Regions from separate parts of the Sus scrofa genome. Here region 2 is linked to region 1. A link is a contact called in public Hi-C data. All regions are on one chromosome and are shown on one strand. Each heading gives the region's core, a stretch centred on a gene start, on an enhancer-like site or on the middle of the called end of the contact. The rest is flanking DNA. Distances are from core to core; before and after follow the strand shown.

Region 1 (2,650 bases), core at 60-2,559:
AGGGCTCCAGCCAAGCTGCCCCAGGGCCCATGGCTTATGGTTAACGCCTGAGTGGGAACCTCTGCCTCCTCTTAGCTCAGATCCCGGATCACCGGAGTGTCCCCACCCTGAGGGTGTGATGGAGAGCTGAGCCAGAGGGCAGGGTGTAACCGATTCTCCCCTAGAGCCTGCAGGCTACTGATGCTTGATTTTAGCCCCTTGTGACCCATTTTAGAATTCTGACTTGCAGGACTGTGAAATAATACATATTTATTGTTTTATGCAACTACGTTTGTGGTAATTTGATACAGCAGCTGGAGGAAATGAGTACACCAATATATACCTAATTTCCAACATATACCACATAGAGATGTTCAGTTTAATTTATTGGATGGATAATGAATCCTTTATTTAACTCTCACCCCCCAAGGTAGGGTTCTTGACAGTGTTTTTCAGAATCCACTTGGCTTCACTGGAGTCGGCAGAAGCTTGGAGGGGGGGATGGGGAATGGCCCAAGCAAGGAACGCCCCAGGGGCTGCTCCTCTGTTAACTGCAAAGTGATCCAAGCTCCAGTCCACATCGCCCAGCGGAGCATCTGCCAGGCAGCCCTGCGAGAGCCGACTTGATGGCCTCGGCTCAGTCTTGCCCTGCACTGCGTTCCTACTCTCTCCCGCAAAGATCCAGGTCCAGGAGATTCCCGATGAGTTTGGAGAGCCGGGGCGCAGGGATTGCGGCCCCTGAACGTTGTTCTTGACAGTCTTCAAGGTCTCGGAATTAGCAGGGGTCTATGAGCAAGGCGTGGCGGGGAGCGGAGTCAGACGGGCTGTTGGCTCAGGAGGGAACAGCGTGCGGGGGGCTTGTCGAACAGGTGTACCTCCCGCTCTCTATGCGCTGGCGCGCAGCCCCGTGGCTGTTGTGCATAATTAGCTCCATAAGGGCCCTAGTGTCGGGGCACAGCTGCAGCTCTGCTTTGCACACAACCTAGGTGTCCTGAGAGAGGCCGATTCCCCAACACCAGGGCTGGGGCCACACAGGCCACAGCCTCACCCAGCTTTTGAGGCTGGAGGGGCTGTTGTGGCCTAGGGTGGGGTGCAGCTGGGAGGGTGGGGAGCTGGGAAGGGTTGGAGGGGGACACCCCCCACCCCACCGAGGGCTCTCAGGAGCGTGGGCCAGGCGCTCCTGGCTTAAGTAGAGCTTTTCAACGGGATAGCTGTGTCCCTGGACCTGGGCCAAGCAGGGAGGCTAATTGGACGCATACTTCCAAGAAGTTGCACAAACTAAGCAATTTGATTTTAAAACCTTGGAATAAGGCCTCTTGAGACCCACGTGTAAATCTGTGCAAATAAGCGCTTGAGCCACGTGGCCTGGCTGGGCTCCCTGACTCTGGACCTTGGCTGCTGCTGCCCTGCTGCCCCGCGTGTAGTTCTGTTTTTGGCTCTGCGATTCTGCGGCTGTTGTGTTAGCAAAATGTGGGCAGGGGTGGGCAGTGGAAGAAGGATTGTTCCGATTCAAACCGCCACCACAACAAAAATTCTTTGAGCAAGTTGGTCCGGGGTTCCTATTCACGTGAGGGTTTAGAGGCCTCGTAAACTCGCTTCGTGGAAGTGAGAAGTTAGATTTGTCAGAAACCAGCTCCTGAGATGGTGATTGAGGAGAAGACTCCTTGGTCTCTGGTGAGGCCCCTGTTGTGGCTGATGGGCCTCAGGCAAGGCTCCCCAGGCCTGGTTTCAGATCCGGGCTCCCTCCTCCTGCAAAGGTAAGAAGGCAGGTATGGACTGTTGCCGAAACTCAGCCTCTGCCCACAGGTGCCAAATAGAAATGCAGAGACAGTGTTGGGTGAAGGGAAAAAAAAAAAAAAAAACTGCTTTATTGCTTTGCCGGGCAAAGGGGGCCACAGCTGGCTAATGACTTAAAGACTGTGCCACCCTCGGAAGGGGTTAGGAGGTGGTTTTATAGTTTGGGGAGTGGAATAGGGATCAGGGCTGTAGATGAGGATCAGGGTAGAAGGAAGCTTGCATTGTCTTTCAAAGCAGGTGTTTAGTGGCCCCAGGGCTCATTCTGGCCCGTCTTCCTTCTTCCTTTGTTGGGGGTTTTAGTTCTGCAGAAAGGCTCAAAGATATTGTTATGTATATTCCTTGAGGAGGAACCAGGACCCTGCCCCAAGGCTGCACTCTTCCTCCCTGGTCTCTGCATCCCCTCCCTTCCCTGATGGGCAGCTGCCCCTTGGAAACTCAGGAAGGTCATGGAGGCTGAGGCTTATTCCCTCAAAACAAGAAATGGAGGACTCGGAAAGGCTGTGCACCCAGGAGCCCCACAGGCACTAGCTTGGTGACATTCTTGCTCAACCATTTCGTCTGTCTTCGGTCCCTCACTGTCTCCTCCTATCGCTGTCACCTCCCATACTCAAGGTCACTGGTGCTGGCAGCCTGGTGCACATCCTTCGTGGATTTCCTCATGGTCATGTCATCATATGCAAACAGGGATACGTTTTAAGGGTGCGTCTTGGTTTTGGTTTTAAACCATGCCTTTCTCACCCAATAACCGCTCAAGCGTAGATCCAGCCAGGGCTGCACCAGAGGCATGGACTGGCTGTCACTGCTTCTGCAGTCATTCTCTCCCTAGTGGCCATTAACCGTGTTTCCAGTTTTTTACCATCTCAAATAGCACTTG
Region 2 (2,650 bases), core at 75-2,574, 67 kb after region 1:
AGGGTGAGGGGCAGAGGTGACCTGCCAGGGACAGACAGAAGATGGCTGGAACTAGAAGCTGTGAGATTCTGGAGGTGGAAGGGATGCTGGAAAGATGACTTCCATCCCCAGAAGGTGCCAAGTCCAACCCTTCAAAGTCAGAGACTGTGGCCATGGGGTCTAAGAGAGCCCCATGGGTGTTCTCCCACCTGGCAGTGGTTTGGAGACCTGGGGACCACACACTACTGCTCTCAGCTGCACGAGCTGCCTGCCCAGACTTGAGTCTGTGAGCAGTAGTTCATGAGCAATCCTCGATGAGCTCAGGACTGTCACAGCCCTGCTGGGGAGCTGGGATGCAGGGTCTCCCTCTGGAAGCTTCTGCCCAGTGTGTTCTTCAAACCCTTGGTCTCTGAATCTCAGCTCAAATGTTTCACAAAAACACCTGAGAGGCTTCTGGAAAATGTACATTCCTGGCTAGAAGGTCTCTCTGAGGGGACTGGTGTAGAACCCAGAAATCTGGATTTGTAACAGTTGTCCCAGGCGGTTCTGCTACAGGTGGTTGGAGGACTCTCTTCAGGGAACCAGCCTTTTTCTCAGACTTTCATGTGCATATCGGTCACCTGGGGATCTTGTTCAACCCCCAGGTTCTGGTTCAGTGGTCTGGGGCGGAGCCTAAATTCTGGGTCTCTGACAAGCTCTCCAGTGATGCTGGCGATGCTAATCCTAGGACCACACTTGGAGGCACAGGTGCTCAGTGGTTCAGCCGGGAACGGGCTAGAACCGCAGATGCTTGGGTCCCACTCAGACCTTCTGAATCTGAAACTCCGGATGCGGGGCCCAGCCATCTGCATGTTAGCAACCCTCCCCGCCCAGGGATTCAGAGGTGCCCTTGACGTTTGAGCATCGCTGCTCAGTGGTGAAGCTTAAAGACAAGGGCTGGAGCGGGGGCGGCGGCGGGCAGTGTAGGGAGAGTGGTGAGCAAAGTCCGTCTGTTCCTTCTTTTCCCGGTTTACTTCTCCTTCCGAAGCGAAACGGAGACCCCTGTGAATTCGGGTGGGAGGAGCCTCTTCCTCAAGCGGGAGGATTTCCCCGGTGGCCCGTGTCCCCAGCACACCGCCCAGCTGGTGGTGAGGGCCCACGGCAAACAGCCGGGGGACTGAGGGGTCCCGGAGTCCATGGGAGTCAGTCCAGGTGGAAGCTGGTCCCAGAGGAGAAGTCAGGACAGGAAGGATCAGGCAGGTCCCGGGCCCGGGAGCGGGGAGCCGGAACAGTCCACGGTGGTGGCAGGGCCGGTGTCTGTGGCCTGTGTGAGCAGGTGGGGTGGATATGTCAGCCAAGTCCCATAGGGGGCGTCTGGGCCAAGCGGTGAACTTGGCCATTCGCAAGCTCGGGAGCAGGAAGCGGGCCAGCAGGGCGGGGCCACCCCCCCACCCGCCTTCTCTCCCCAGGTTTCTCCCTGCGCAGAGGGAGTCCCTGTGGGTGCCAAATAGGCAGCAGAAACGTTCCCAGCTCCGGGATGCTGAAGGGAGGGTGGGGGGTGGAGAGGGTGGGCTTGGAAGGCGGGAGCCTGCAGACCCTCGAGGACCTCTCGGCCCCCGCAGGCCGGAAGGAAAATGCTTCTGTCCCCAGGCCCTGGGTCACTCAGGCAGAACCTCCTTGGCGGGCAGTCTCCCCTTTGCCCTGTGTTCCCAGGGAACAGGCCCCTGGGGGAAATGACCCGTGACTTGTTTTTCCCCAGAGGTCTGGCACAGTCTCGGGCTCAGCCCTGAGGGTCTGATCCTGACCACGACCAGGTCAAAGCAACACTTGGCTCAGGCATTTGAGGCGCGGAGCCCTCTCCACATTTCTGGTGTGCACACAGTTGGCCTCCATCAGATTAGTTTCACAGTGACTTTTAAAATTATAATTTAGACTAGGTGATTCTGTGCTAAGTTGCTTATGTACCACAGTCAGCTGCCCACCCCTTAAAAATAGATAAACATTAGTGTGAAATCTAGGAGGTCAGTTTAAAATGCTGGCATTGGAGTTCTCGTTGTGGCTCAGTGGGTTAAGAACCTCAAGAGTTCCTGTTGTGGCACAGCGGAAATGAATCCGACTAGTATCCATGAGGATGTGGGTTCAATTCCTGGCCTCACTCAGTGGGTTAAGGATCCGGTGTTGCCATGAGCTGTGGTGTAGGTCGTAGACATGGCTCAGATCCTTCGTTGCTGTGGTTGTGGTGTAGGCCGGCAGCTGTAGCTCAGATTTGACCCCTAGCCTGGGAACTTTCATATGCTACAAGTTTGGCACTAAAAAGCAAATAATAATAGTAATCATAGTAAAATAAAATGCCTGCATTATCAAATAGGCAGTGCTCAAGTTGGCCGAACCCAAGTCCTGGCAGCTGGGTGTTCCTGCTTAATTGTGCCACCTCAGGTGCGGGTGCCAGCCCTTGGCCTGAGAGATCAGAGGCTGTGTGTGTGTGGGGGGGGGGGGGAGCCACACCTCTGGGGAGGCAGGGCTGCGAGGCTGGGCCACCCTCCGCACCCCCAGTCTGGTGCAGGCTCTCTCTCTAGGAGAGCTTTGTCCAGAGCAATTCGTGAGAAAGTGGCCTCCTTCGCGCAGAGGAGGAATAAGCTTTCCTGGCGGTGCTTGGGATGTTCTTCTCGTCATCGTCTTCCGTTTTAGCCAA

Evidence for each region. A called contact is a pair of places that touch in the nucleus more often than the background predicts.
Region 2: a Hi-C map of omental adipose tissue shows a contact between it and region 1, with 1.8 times the contacts expected there. The contact joins two enhancer-like sites. A contact is called at or near these places in 3 of 47 Hi-C or Micro-C datasets (heart right ventricle, liver and omental adipose tissue) and 1 of 2 datasets of contacts at active chromatin or transcription factors (alveolar macrophages).

The regions. Positions count from the first base shown.
Region 1 is chr10:12,877,127-12,879,776 of Sscrofa11.1, forward strand. The region is part of intron 4 of CNIH3 (protein cornichon homolog 3); the gene reads left to right. Among named protein-coding and RNA genes, the nearest start is that of WDR26, 120 kb to the left of the region's middle. Within about 2 kb of position 1,310, at least 14 of the 83 cell types and tissues checked have an H3K27ac peak or open chromatin away from gene starts, as enhancers often do. A contact at or near this core is called in omental adipose tissue, where this site is marked.
Region 2 is chr10:12,944,242-12,946,891 of Sscrofa11.1, forward strand. All of the region lies in intron 6 of CNIH3 (protein cornichon homolog 3), which reads left to right. Among named protein-coding and RNA genes, the nearest start is that of DNAH14, 100 kb to the right of the region's middle. Within about 2 kb of position 1,325, at least 12 of the 83 cell types and tissues checked have an H3K27ac peak or open chromatin away from gene starts, as enhancers often do. A contact at or near this core is called in omental adipose tissue, where this site is marked.